Regions from separate parts of the Sus scrofa genome. Here regions 1 and 2 are each linked to region 3. A link is a contact called in public Hi-C data. All regions are on one chromosome and are shown on one strand. The core of a region is the stretch at or near the end of the contact, and the rest is flanking DNA. Distances in the headings are between cores, read along the strand shown.

The links. Hi-C and Micro-C count contacts between places; a contact is called where the count stands out from the background.
Region 1: a Hi-C map of liver shows a contact between it and region 3, with 3 times the contacts expected there. The contact joins two enhancer-like sites. A contact is called at or near these places in 2 of 47 Hi-C or Micro-C datasets (embryonic fibroblasts and liver) and 2 of 2 datasets of contacts at active chromatin or transcription factors (alveolar macrophages and skeletal muscle).
Region 2: a contact with region 3 is called in a Hi-C map of liver, with 5 times the contacts expected there. The contact joins two enhancer-like sites. A contact is called at or near these places in 2 of 5 promoter capture datasets (fetal liver and liver), 24 of 47 Hi-C or Micro-C datasets (alveolar macrophages, blood, embryonic fibroblasts and 14 more) and 2 of 2 datasets of contacts at active chromatin or transcription factors (alveolar macrophages and skeletal muscle).

The regions. Positions count from the first base shown.
Region 1 is chr17:51,375,208-51,380,153 of Sscrofa11.1, reverse strand. No RefSeq gene overlaps it. Among named protein-coding and RNA genes, the nearest start is that of SLC9A8, 24 kb to the left of the region's middle. Within about 2 kb of position 3,488, at least 13 of the 83 cell types and tissues checked have an H3K27ac peak or open chromatin away from gene starts, as enhancers often do. A contact at or near this core is called in alveolar macrophages and liver, where this site is marked.
Region 2 is chr17:51,464,084-51,468,619 of Sscrofa11.1, reverse strand. It overlaps SLC9A8 (sodium/hydrogen exchanger 8), which reads right to left. Exons shown (of 17, transcript XR_002340027.1): 13 at 3,676-3,787; 14 at 1-182. Among named protein-coding and RNA genes, the nearest start is that of IL29, 18 kb to the left of the region's middle. Within about 2 kb of position 1,324, at least 20 of the 83 cell types and tissues checked have an H3K27ac peak or open chromatin away from gene starts, as enhancers often do. A contact at or near this core is called in liver and subcutaneous adipose tissue, where this site is marked.
Region 3 is chr17:51,245,539-51,250,089 of Sscrofa11.1, reverse strand. No RefSeq gene overlaps it. Among named protein-coding and RNA genes, the nearest start is that of PTGIS, 47 kb to the right of the region's middle. Within about 2 kb of position 2,104, at least 18 of the 83 cell types and tissues checked have an H3K27ac peak or open chromatin away from gene starts, as enhancers often do. A contact at or near this core is called in alveolar macrophages, liver and subcutaneous adipose tissue, where this site is marked.

The sequences.
Region 1 (4,946 bases), core at 2,239-4,738, 130 kb before region 3:
GAATGAATAAATAAATGAACGGTTGAGTGATAACCTCTTAGGAACCTCCCTTTCCCACTGCTTTTATCCCCAAGTGGTAACGTCAAAAGCCCAAGGCAGTTACCTTTCTTTCAAAAGTCAGGGACAGGAGAATGACGCGGAATCTCTTATCACTGGCAGGCCTTGTAGATGAAAGAGAATCCTAGGAAGGAACTGGGGCTGTCCCTAGGGCCCGCTGGGAAGCTGGCTGGAGCCTTGGACGGACTGGGCTTGGGGAAGGCTGACATGTGAGAAAGAGGGTGGAGGCGGGGTGGGTCACTGAGCTGTCCCAGGGCCATGGGGGGGGGGTCTCTTAGGGGGCCCACAACAGGCCAGTGCGCATACTGCTTTTCAGCTGCAAAGCGTGTTAGAAAAATAAGTTATGAGGCAGGTCTGTTCTAAGAAGGCTTGAACTCTGTTATCAGCCAGAGCCCTTTTGGCTGTGAGTGACAGAAAACCAATCTGAGGAGACGCTTCAATGAGGGTCCTGCAGACGTAGATCTGAGACAAGGATTTGTGCGCAAGTAGTTTGTTTGGGAGCTGACTCTCCGAAGCACTGACAGGGGAGGTGGCAAGTTCGACAAGGAAGGGAAAGAAGCCAATAGAAAGTGAGTTACTGAGCAGGTATTCACTCTGGGCACCTGAGGCTCAAGCCCACTGTGGGTCTCCTGGAGATAAGGTGGGACACACGTCACATCTGTCCCCTCAGGGGCAAGGGAGTCCGAATATTTGTCCACAAACTCCTGTCGGTCACTGGGGAGGGTACCCCGCCCCAGGCATTCTCAGTTGGTCTGTACTCAGGGCACGGGAGGGACAAGCCCTCAGACAGGAAGCACAGGGCTGGGAATTGGAAGCCATCAGGTCACCAAGCGTCAACATGATGATTGCGCAGGGGGTACGGGCAGAGGATCAGCATCATCTGCTGCAGTGACTTAGGCCAGAAAAACCAAAACATATTGGCTCACAGAGAATAACAGGTGCAGGGATGTGCTGGCATCCACGTACAGCTAAATTCAGGGGCTCGTAAATTATCAGACCTCAGTCTCTCTCTAATGCTCTCAGTAGTGGCTGCCTTTAAGCTTCAGGCTTTCAGATGGGTCTAGCACAGCGGGAAGGAAATAATTCTTTGCCAATGATGCCACCAGAAACGCAAGGGTTGACTCATTGGTCCACTTGGGGCACATGCCCATCCCTGAGCCAGTCTCTCTGGGCAGAGGGATGAGGTGTTGATTGGCTGCTGTAGGGCATTTGGTCTCAGGAGCCAAGGACAGAATTAGTTCCATGTGCCTTATGTAGACAGGGAGTAAAGAAGGAGCTTGGGGAAATCGGGATGCTATTACAAGGGGATGGGGAATTGGGTCCTGAGTAGGTAAAGCCAAGAGGACATTTGTAACTCCCCCCTGTAGATGAGAAAGAGCACACCAGATGAGGTAAGGGACTTGCCCAACCTTATTCAGTTAAGACAGCAGCAGACTAACTTCCTATCTTATCCCAGCATCTTTCCTCCAGAGGCTGGTGGCCTCTCTCTCTCAATAAACAGGGTTGGTTTATCCAATGCACACTCATTAGAGTTCTCCTGCTCTAGCTTCTTTCCTCGCTCCATCACCTGTGTGACTCTAATACATGTCCTCCTGCGTTTGTTAAATACATGTCTGAACCCCCATTTCCCAGGCAGAGAAACTGAGAGTTTAAAATTTTAGGGGTTGGGAAGCTCTTTCTGTAAAGGGTGAAATAGTAAATATTTTAGACTTTGCAGGCCACCTAAGGTCTCTGTTGCCTGTTCCTCTCGTTGTCCTCCTCCTTGCTTCAGCCCTTTAAAAATGTTAAAACCGTTTTCAGCTGCAAGGGCCATCAGGCCACAGTGTGCCAATCCTGGTAGAATGGAAGAACAGAAGATTTGCTGTCCCAGGGGGTGGACTCTGGTGCTGATCTAGAGCAGATCCCTTTGTCCCTGAGCCTCAGTCCCTCAACCATAAAGGAGAGACCCGCCCCCCCCCCCCCCGTCTTGAGGCTGATTGGAGAAATAAAGATTATGAATAATAAAGTGCTGTATATGAGAGTACAAACTAGAGACCCAAAGTAACCTTGGCTTACTAAGGGAAAAATTGTTTTTGTAATTGAAATAAAATATACATAAAAAGGACCCAGAAGTGGGTCCAGGGGGTATATAGGAGGGGAGCTTCCCATTGGCTGTAACTTAGTCACATTTTTCCACCTCGCTTCAAAGAAGCCTGGGATATGTGGTAAAGCTGTGGGAAGCTGTGGGTCCAGCTAAAAATCAGGCATTCTCTCACTAGGAAAGAGGAGGCAGGAACAGATATTAGAGGGATTATTCATAATCTTTGCCCAAAGCATCTGCTTCAGAGAGGTTCTACAAAAGATAACTGCTATTGTTGTCTCTTCTTTGAAAAAACCAGTAGGTATATTTGAAAGATGCACGTAAATACTGGATGTGGATATCACCCTGCATTGAACTTTGGAATCAGTGCAATAGGGCTTAAGTCTCTATTTTCATGCCTTTCTAGGCTGTGTGACCCTGAATAAGTTACTTAACCTCTCTGAATCCTGCTTTCATCATCTGTCAAGCAGGGATAAAGACATATGACTCATGCAGGGGCTGGGAAAATCAATGAACATAAAGCTCAAGCACAATGTCCAGCCCAAAGGGGGTTCTCAATAAATGGTCATTTTATTGATAAGACATGTGTATGATAGATAAGAACATGAGCTCATAGATCAGACAGACCTGGGTTCAAACGCAGACTCTTAATTCCTAGGTGGGCAAACTATTTAACCTCTCTGTGCCTCATTCACCTCATCTGTGAAATGGGAGCAATAACAATTCCAGCCTCCTGGATGGGCTTCAGGCTCCAAGGAATTGCTGACATATTGAAACCAGCAGCAAGGTGAGTTATTACTAGGTTCACTTTCCTATTTAGAGTTTGTGGAAGAAGAGGCAAGTTTCAAAAGCCTGTTCCTGCAAACATAATCTGCAAAGAAGTCATAACGTGAAATAATTAATGCTGTATTATGCCAGCAATAAAGTTCGACAACAGGCAAAAATAATCATTAGGGTTGGAAATCAGGGTGATAGTTACCATGCTGGTGGCAACAGAGACTGGAGGGGGCTTCTAGGGGCCTGGAAGTGTTCCTTGATCTGGGGGCTGGTTATCCTAGTGTGGTGCCTTTGTGAAATTTTATTGAGTTGTCACTTGTGTGTGTGCTTTTCTATATGTATGTTACACTTCAATGAAAAGTTTCCTCCGAAAAATATTTGTGGTCTTTTAGAAGACAGCAGCGGCTGCGGGGGGCAAGAGGCACAGGTGGAGGCATCCTTCCTGGCCAGTCACCACAGTTTCTGTTTCGGCTCGAGTTACTGGCATCAGCTTCCCCTCTAAATGCTCAACTTGGCCTCTACCCCTGGAGCCTCTGGCCACAAAGTTCCCCTTCCCCTGTGATGTGGCCTGATTACCACATCCGGGTCAGTCTGGTGCCAGCCAGCCTGACTGCCCATGTTATCAGCTCTTGGACTGTGGGAGAGACTTGTTTGGACAGGGAAATGTCAATAAGTTACCAGGAATGGTGGCCTTATTGCATTGATCATACAAGTGGCATTGGAGGTGCTCGTTCTTTATTTCATTAATCCAAACACTTGGGGGGGGGCACCCACTATGTATGTAGTTCTAGACAAGGTTTGTGGTTGGTACAAAGATGTTTCATTCTTGCATGCAATAAATATTTATTGAGCACCTACCAGGTACTGTGCTAGGTACTAGGGATGCCCCTGTGTGGAAAACAGACATGATCCCTGCCTTCCTGGAGCTGACTTAATAGTGGCAGGAGATAGACAACCAATAAATTAATATACAGCATGTTAGATGGTGATGAACGAAAAATTACGCAGAGATGCTGAGCCATGGCTAATGACTGGATGTGAGGGGTGAGAGATAGAAAGGAATCCAAGATGGTGCTCAGGATTTTGGCTCGAGCAAATAGAAGGCTGAAGGAGACATTAACTAAGATGGTAAGAAGACAGAGCACCTTGGGTGGGGAGAAAGTTCGGAGCTGGATTTTGGGCATGTTCATTTTGAGATGGCTGTTAGATCTCTAAGTGGAGATGGGGAAGAGGCAGATGAAGATCTGATCCTGAAGTTCAGGACAGAGGTCTTGGGCCAAAGACATCCATTCAAGGATGTTAGTGCTTAGACGGTATCTCAAGGCAGGAGACTAGATGGGACAAGGTTTCTGAGGACTGAGCTGTGGGGCACATGCAACACAATCAAGGTCAGAGAGACAGGAGAAAACCAGCATAGGAGGCTGAGCAGGAGCAACCATCATTAAAATAAAAATGACTCCTCATTATTAAAATAATAGCCACTTGGAATTCCCGTCGTGGCACAGTGGTTAAGGAATCCGACTAGGAGCCGTGAGGTTGTGGGTTCAACCCCTGGCTTTGCTCAGTGGGTTAAGGATCTGGCGTTGCCATGAGCTGTGGTGTAGGTCACAGACGCGGCTCAGATCCTGCATTGCTGGGGCTGTGGCGTAGGCCGGTGGCTACAGCTCTGATTAGACCCCTAGCCTGGGAACTTCCATGTGCCGCGGGAAGCGGCCCTAGAAAAGACAAAAATAAATAAATAAAATAAAATAATAGCCACCCTTGGAAAAGATTGTGTCAAGGTGGAATGCAATCCAACACACATTTTTACAAAAACAAACAAACAAAACCCCCCAAAATCCCAGGTGCAGCTCTGCATCTACTTATGTTAGTAAAAATATATGTTTTAAAATCATCATAAATTGATTCAGGCAAAAATCATTAACGAATGCTAATCTGAAGAAATTTATGAGGAACAAACGATTCCATTGTCTTCACATGGCCCCTAGTAGATTACTTATAAGTTTCGAGGAGAACTGGTATACCTTCACCA
Region 2 (4,536 bases), core at 75-2,574, 220 kb before region 3:
CCGGCGGCGCGCCTTGGCGTCCTCGATGTCCACCAGGCGGATGAGGGGCATGGTGCTGCCGCCCAGCAGCAGGATGGTGAAAAGCACGATGATGATGGTGGTGGTGCCGATGAGCTGCCGCTTCTCCATGGGCTCCAGGTCCAGGTGCAGGCTCAGGGCGTAGGGGATGGCTCCCCGCAGGCCTGCGGGGCAGTGAAGGGAGTGAGAGGGACAGAGGGAGGCAGGAGGCGGCCGCGGCATCACTGACCCGGTTCTGGGGGACCCGGGCCTGGCCCGGCAGCATGGCCAGTGGAATGTTCTAACAGATCCCACTGGAGACTGCGCACTCATCCTGCGAGCTTCTGGGGGTGGGAAAAGCAGGCGCAGAGGAGCGGGGCCGAGGGGAGGTTCACCTCCGGTCTCACTTTACAGGGCGGTGACCTGGCCAGGCTGCGAGGGGTGTGTGTATGTGTGTGGGAGGATGTAGCAAGCCCAGTGCTCACGTGTTAGAAACACGATGGCTGTGCAGACTGAGCCCGCCTCGTGCCGTGGGCTCCGCGTGCAGTCTCACCCAGTGGTGGCAGGGAGCCGGCAGAACTGTCCTGCTATCCTCACGGAACACAGGTGAGGGCCGAGACTGCCACACGCCTGACAGGCACAGGACATCTGCCCCACGCCCGCTGTACGTGGCGGCACCACAGCCTCGCCCTGACTCCCTGTCCTGGTCCCCTGGGGGGCTGCCGGCTGGACTCCGGGGCGTGGACAGAGCTGGGAACAGCATGTTCTCTATGAAAGCTTCCTGGCCTGCCTGTGCCCTGGCGGGGGGAACAGGGGCTCCCAGAACAGCAGGGAAGGGGACCACCCCACAAGGATTCGTGTGATGGAGAGAGCCCTCGGGAGGAGGTGGGTGGGCAGAACGTGGCGACAGGATCCGACCTAGATGTGGGGGCTGATGCATCACAGCGTGATGGGGTGGGGTGGGGGCTGCTGAAGACCCGACAAGGGGACACAGCGGGAGACGGGAGGGGGTGGAAGCAAGAGGCCCCAGGAGGGAGTGGAAGGTGGGGTGACAGGGAAGGGAAGGACCGGGAGGACGCCCAGGTCCTAGGAGGCTGTGCTGTGCAGGGGTCCAGGCACGGGGCTGGGAGTCTGGCTCCCGAGTCCCCTCCCTGGCTTTCCATGGGGCCTCCCAGGCTGGGGGCGAGTGACTCAACCCCTCCCAAGGAAGTAGGAACGGGGCCTGCCAGGTTGGTGGCCTGAGGAGGAAAGGCCTTGGCTGAGGACAGCATGTGCACAGCAAACTCTGAGGAAGAGCTGGCCACACCTCTGCTACAAAGCACATGATTGTTTTCTGTGGAAGGGGGACGCTGGCAAACCAGCCGGCCGGGCAGGAAGGTCAGTTTAGTCCTGAGACGAGATTGCAGTGGCGCCACGGCATCCGAGGAGGCTTCAGACCTAGGAGTCTGGACTGCGGAGGCGAGGTCTGGGGCAGAGGCAGGAGCTCTGGGAGGCGGGGAACTAGATGCAAGTGAGGCCCCAGGACTGCTGAGCTAGTGAGACTTCAAGAGGTGATGCTGAGTCCTAAGGAAGCCACTGTTTACTGAGGTGCTGCTAACAGAAGAGGGGGAGCTGGACAAGAGCCTGAGGAGCCAGAGGACGAGGGAAGAGAGGAAGAGGGTGTCCCACCCGTCAGCAGGCAGGCTGGTGGGAGGAAGGAGCCCAAAGCCAAGGAGATGGGCCAGAAAAGTCCACTGAGAAGGTCTGGCCAGGAGACAAGGAAACAGCTGGAGGGAATGAGGAGCAGGGACTGCGGCTGACGTTGCTGGTTTTTATCAACTGTTGAAAGGATGGGGGAGACCGGCTGAAGGTCCAGGAGAGCGGGAGGGAGTCGGTGGAGAGGGGTCTGGAACAGCCTGCGGGAGAATCCCCGCAGCCAAGAGCCCTCGCTGTTCAGAACCACCACCTACTTCCCCACAGGAAACCTTTCCCTTTTTTTGGCCGTGCCCATGGCATGTGGAAGCTCCCGGGCCAGGGACTGAACCTGTGCCATAGCAGCGACCCAAGCCACTGCAGTGACAAGTCCGAATCATTAACCTGCTTTGCCACACAGGAACTCCGTCCATAGAGTTCTCTTACCATGCCTCCCTCCCCCAAAGGGCACACATACTTTGTAAAATGCCTGACACATTTCTTAGACTTTCTGAGATTTTCAAGACCCTGGATCAACTATTTTACATTTTTCCCCCCTCCCGGGCATGAAAGATTAAGGAAAAAAGTTTTCTCATTATACATATATACATACACACCTACCTACCTATATCTGTCATAATACACAGTATATATATTTTTTTTTTGGCTTTTTGCTATTTCTTGGGCCGCTCCCGCAGCATATGGAGGTTCCCAGTCTAGGGGTCGAATCGGAGCTGTAGCCGCCAGCCTACGCCAGAGCCACAGCAACACGGGATCCGAGCCGCATCTGCAACCTACACCACAGCTCACGGCAATGCCGGATCCTTAACCCACTGAGCAAGGGCAGGGACCGAACCCGCAACCTCATGGTTCCTAGTCGGATTTGTTAACCACTGCGCCACGACGGGAACTCCCACAGTATATATTTTTAAAAGGCCTTTCAGAAAAAAGAAATCTGCAAAAAACTTACAGATATGCTCTTGAACAGAAAACAGCTCACAAAACATGTTGCTAGACCCCAACCCATTCAAAAATATTTTAGTTACAATATTTAAATCACAAAGAACAGGATGTATTGCTCAAAAATAATTTTAAAGATGTCTATGGATCCAGTTCTAAAGGAGCCACAGAATTATGAAGTCATTTCTATCCTTTAAAAGTGGAGGAATAGGCGTTCCCATCATGGTGCAACAGAAACGAATCCTACTGGGAACCATGAGGTTGCAGGTTTGATCCCTCGCTCAGTGGGTTAAGGATCCAGCATTGCTGTGAGTGAGCTGTGGCATAGGTCACAGATGCGGCTCAGATCCCATGTTGCTGTGGCTGTGGCATGGGCCAGCAGCTGCAGCTCCGATTCAGCCCCTAGCCTGCGGACCTCCATATGCTGTGGGTGTGGCCCTAAAAAGCAAAAAACCAAAAAATAACAAAAAAGTGGAGGAATATGAGATTGAACAGCAACTGAAATGTTCAAATAAACTATCAGAACTTAGGACTGAATGAAAAAAAAAATTCCAAATCTAGCCTGCAATAAATCAGGTTCAAACTTTAACCTTTTTATTCTGAGCCCCTTGTTCCTTCTGCCTAGAAAGCATGCAGGTGAGAGCGGCCGTCCTGGGCCATCTGTGCAGGAAAGAGGGGAGGGAAGGAGGGCAAAGCCTGACTCTGCCCCACCCGCCGTGGCCACTCAAAACCCCAGCAGGTGCTCTGTCCCTGGGCCTGCACTTCCTCATCTGTGGAACTGACACGTACCACCTCTTCACGTGCTGTGGGCAGGGACTGTCCTCCCAGGGCCTCTCCCAGGGCCTGGGTTACAGCAGGTGCCCTTAAATGGGAGCCTGTGTAACGTGGCACTTAGCAGATAGGCTTGGTCTCAAAGGGCACTCAGGGACGGCCGTGGGCACTCTCTCCAAGGCCTGGGCCTTCATAACAGGCGTTTTCCCTCTGAAGTTCATTCAAGGTCCCACTTACCAGCCTTCCAGTTTTAAAAAAAAAAAAGACTGGACTCACCGCTGAACCACATGATGAACATCATCTTCGGTGTGATTTTGTGATCCCGGAAGAAATTCAGGAGGTAGGAAAGAGGGAAAATGTTCACCGCTCGGCCAAACAGCACAAGCACCTGTTAACAGCAACAATTAAGTCTTACACGGACACCTCTGGTTCTTCAAGTTGAAGCTCGTTAGGCTAACACAGGCCTGGTAACACACCCATTATCAAGGCAGCCTCCCCTGTCATCAGAGGCATGAACAGTGACAGCACAGTGCCCGGCGGAGACCCAGGAGGGGTGTGGGGCTGGAGAGGCCAATTTCTCTGTGTCTGGGAGACGACAGAGCTCTGTGCGCTGTTTCCACTGTGAGGAAGAGGACTAGCAAGGCCTCAGTGACGGCTTTAGCATCGTCAAGAGGCCGCGTGTAAGCACCCAGAGATTAATTTACGGCAGTGTGGCTTTCCCGAAAGGGCTCCGCCGTGGGACAGGCCTGCGCTACTCATCCCCGATGCGCCAGCCCTGAGGGCCAGGCAAGGTGTTCCTGCCTCTCCGGTGAGGGCCCCACTCCTCAGGGAGAGGAGGGAAGACTGAGAAAGGCCTCCCTGCGCCCGTAAGTGCGGCTCTCCGAGCCAAAGGCCGCGCAGGCAGGCTCCACGAGGAGGTCACCCCCCTGCCAAGCCGGCTGCTGGCCCTGGCTCTTGGCTCCTAACCAGCTCCATCTTTTTTTTTTTTTTTTTTTTTCTGCCTTTTTGTCTTTTAGGGCCCCAGGCCTGTTCAGGTTAGCTGTGGTGAGGACCAGGATGAAGACAACGGAAGTAAATTAATAAACAGTTCTAAGAATCCACTCAGATGAGATGTAAACTTTACGTAAAGCTATGTTT
Region 3 (4,551 bases), core at 855-3,354:
TCTGTCACGTTAGGGCGTGACAGGGTGCCCCTAAGATTTCAGTTCTAAACTGTTTTGCCTCCAATAAGTGTTGATGAGGATGTGGAGAAATTGCAACTTTTGTGCATGGTTGGTGGAAATGTAAAATGGTGCATATGCTGCGGAAAACAGTCTTTCTTTAAAAAATTAAAAATAGGAGTTCCCCTTGTGGTTCAAAGTGTTAAGAACCTGACCAGTCTCTGGGAGGTTATGGCTTTGATCCCTGGCCTTGCCGAGTGGGTTAAGGATCCAGTGTCACTGCAAGTTGTGGTTAAGGTCGCAGATATGGCTTGGATCTTGCTGTGGCTGTGGTGTAGGCTGGAAGCTGCAGCTCCGATTTGACCCCTAGCCTGAACTTCCATATGCTGTGGGTGTGGCCCTAAAAAAAAAATTAAAGCGTGACCACATGATCCAGCAATTCCACTCCTGGGTATATATCCAAAAGAACGGAAAGTCTCAGAGAGATATTTTACACTTATGTTCATGGCAGCATTATTCACAGAAGCCAAAATAGGGCTGCAGCCCAAGTGTCCATCAGCAGAGGAATGGATTAGTAAAATGTGGTAGGGATAACGGAATATTATTCAGCCTTAAAAAGAAAAGAATGTAGTTCACATTTTGGCTCAGCAGGTTAAGAACACAACTGGTATCCATGAAGATGCAGGTTCAATCCCTGGCCTCACTCAGTGGGTTAAGGATCTGATGTTGCCATGAGCTGTGGTGTAAGTCACAGAGGCGGCTCGGATCTGGTGTTGCTGTGGCTATGGTGTAGGCTGGCAGCAGCAGCTCTAATTCAGTCCCTAGCCTAGGAAATTTCATATGCCTCAGGTGTGCCCCCCACTCAAAAAAAGGAGTTCCCATCGTGACACAGCGGAAACGTATCCAACTGGGAACCATGAGGTTGCGGATTCGATCCCTGGCCTCGCTCAGTGGGTTAAGGATCCGGCATTGCTCTGAGCTGTGGTGTAGGTTGCAGACATGGCTTGGATCCCATGTTGCTGTGGTTGTGGAGTAGGCCGGCAGCTGTAGCTCCGATTAGACCCCTAGCCTGGGAACCTCTGTACGCTGTAGGTGCGGCCCTGAAAACAAAGGAAATTTGAGTTCTCTTTTTGTGCAGCAGGTTAAGGATCTGGCATTGTCACTGCAGTGGCTCAGGTTGATGCCGTGGTGCAGATTCAGTCCCTGACCTGGTAACTTCTACCTGCTGTAGGTCAGGGGAAAAAAAAAAAGAACCTTGAGGATATTATGGTAAGTGAAGTAAGCTATTCACAAAAAGACAAATACTGCCTGATTCCATTACATGAGGTTCCTAGAATAGTCAAATCCATAAAGACAGGAGGTAGAGTGGTGGTTGCCAGGGACTGGGGGGGCAGGGGAAGTGAAGGGTTATTGTTCCATCACAATCGAATTTCATTTCTGCAAGATGAAAAGTTCTGGAGACGGGTCCCACAACAGTGAATGTATTTCACAATACTGAACTGTCCATGCGAAATGGTCAAGAGGGTAACTTTAATGTATGTATATTTTACAATTTAAACATTTTTAAAATTACTATAAAATCCTTCTTCTCCATAACCCCATCCATACCATCCGTTTTCTTTTCTTTTTTGTCTTCATGAGGTTTTTAAAATTAACAAGCTTTCCAGATGGTTTTGGCTTTTAAGTCAGAAAAAAAAGATACATTTTTTTCCTATGAAATGTTTTCACTAAAAAAAAAATAATAATAATAACCCCATCCAAGAGGAGTGGCCATTATCCCCACTTTAAGTCTTGGTAGCCCCTAACATAGTAGGTCTTTATTACATATTTGTGGAATCAATTTGTAAATTAAAAAAAAAAGTTTTGCCTCCGTTCTGTTTGTGATCATTTGTGGAGGCAGAATGAGAGCTACGAAAACATCATGTCCCCGCCGTCACCACTGCACGCAGTCTGCAGGTAGCTCTCTGCAGCCGTGGGCCAGGATCAAAACGTGTACAATTCTATATTGTAATCGGCACCTCCTTCCTGTGGTGTGTCCTTTCTTCATTGTCAGCCTTGCTTTTCCGTGTTTCTGTGTAACCTGTCACTCTTTGTTGTCACTTCCTTTTCCTTTGTGTCCGCAGAGCCTGGCAGCTCTGTCTGTTCTTGTTGGGCGGTTGGACTTCCTTCTACGGCTTTGCTATTATGTGATACAAGCTGATAAACCGGCCAGTACATGTCGTTGCCTCTATTTTTTCCTGGACTCTTTTCTTGCTCTGTGATCCTCCTTCACCATTCATGGTTCTGTTAATTTTTAGCCTAACTCAAGGGTTGGCAAACTCTGGCCAGCCTGCTGCCGGTTTTTGTAAATAAAGTTTTATTGGCAAAGAGCCATGCCCATTGGTTCACATCTTGTCTCCGGCAGCTTCCAGTTAAAGTGGCAGAAGTGAGGGGTTGACTTGTGACTGGGACTATGTATGAACCCCAAAGTCTAAACTGCTTGCGGTCTAGCTTTGCAGGAAAATTTGTGCCAGCATCTTGGCCAACGAATTCAGCTTAAAAGGTTAAATTTTGTATGTGAGTCTGGCACTGCTTAGGTAAGGTAGCAAGTCAAGAATTGGAGTGCATTTAAAGCTGACGTTGTTTGGGGACATTAGTTTCGGGGTGTGTTCCCTGGCTCTGCCCTCTGCTGGGAGCACTCCTTCGACCTCGGGTGTCTTCCCTGAACACCCAGGTTGCAGCAGCCGACCGTCCCAGTTCTGTGTGACTTTTCTTTACACCTCATCACCAGATGACTCAGTCCCCTTGTTCATTTGTGTGTTCACTGGTTTATTAGCTATCTTACCCTCTACCTGGTAAATTCTTGAGGGCTCTCCTGGCCATTCAGGGCAGGGCGTGATAGCAGGTGTTAAAATATTTGTTTTGTATTTTATATTTTTATGAGAGAGAGAGGAAAGGTTGCCTACCCAGCTACCGTCTTCTTAGCTTCTCAATGCGTCCTTACAAAACATGAACCACTGCTAAGGAAATGGAGTCCCGGAGAAGCAAAGAGCCTGCCCCTGGGAGTTCTGGTTGTAGAAGTGGGAGCCCTCACCCTAACATCTTTCCTGGTCCCTCTTCTTTCTAAAACTAAGAGCAGGAGATTTAGGGGTTCCCGCTGTGGTGCAGCGGGACCAGCAGCGTCTTGGGAGTGCTGGGACGCAGGTTCCATCCCTGGTCCTGCACAGCCGGTTAGGGATGCAGTGTTGCCGCAGCTGCCGCTTAGGTCTTAAATCTGACCCCCGGCCCAGGAGCTCCACATGCTTTGGGGCGGCCAAAAAAGAAAAATAAAGCAGCAGATTTGCTTCTCACTCTCCCCATTCCTCCCCATCCGCCTCCCCACAGAACAGGGACCGCTTTTCCCTTTGGCTCCTACAACCCGGCCACCCGGCACTGTCCTGGAGATCCCTTGGCCAGTGCCGGCCGGTGCTGCGTGCAGCAGCAGCAGGGAGCTGAGTGGGGCAGGGCTAGGTGGCCAAGAGGGCGAGAAGGGTGCTGAGCTGTGCTGTCCTGAGCTGGCTCCTATCCTCCCAGGGACGTTTTCAGCCAGAACAGGGAGCAGAATTCACTTCACAAGCGGCAAAAATGAACAGTTTGCCCTGGAAGCTAATTCGCAGGTGATGGGAAGTCTGAATCCTTCCTCAGCCACATGATTGTTAAAGGAACAGCTCCTGCCACCCTACCGTGGGGTCATGGGGCCTGGTTTGAAGGGAGCGTTGGCATCTGTCAAACACTGGAAGCTTCACGTCAGGCCTGGGGTGTTGTCACAGTGGTCAGTAGTAGCATCAAGGGGGGACACCAAGGACTGTGGGAGGTGCCTTTGTCTCTTCTCTCTGTAATTTCAATGCCCCCAGTGCCACTCCAGGTAAACACACAACATAAGACAGCGAGCCACATGGCTTCATATAGCCGTGTCTCTGCCGTCACAGCTTTGCTCCTGTCCCACCTGCAAACCAAGAGCTTTAAAAGGGCCTGAGAGGTGTGCAAAGACCAGAAGAAGGACAACACGGCTGGAAATCCCGGCAGCCTTTGCTGCCAGGGCTGCAGGTCTTGCTGGCTGTGGTCAAAATCACGTGGGATCGTGTTTTCACTCACCGGACCCTGCTCTGCTCTTACAGTTGGAGGCTCCGAGGGTCATCATTCAACTCATCCCTTCCCGAGAGACACCACCTACAGACTGCTGCCAAGTGTCGGATTTTCCTATCACCACAAAAGCCCCACCTCTGAGCACTTTTGAAACCCTGACCAGGAGCAGTGGCCTGAAACAGTGAAACTACTTTCAGTCTAAATTTGGAGAGTGGAGCTTTCTGAGTCTGAGCCTTTTCACTTGCTGGCTTCTCAAACTCACTCTTTAATTCTTTTATTTACTCATCAAACCTCTGTTACTGTCACTGCTTTGGTTGTGGGTTCGATCCCTGGCTGGGGAACTTCTGCCTACCTTGGGTGCAGCCAGAAAAAAAAAAAAAAAAAAAAGAAGAAAAAGAGGAAGTTATGAAAAGAACAAGGGAAAGAGAGTTCCAGGAAGAAGAAAGAGGA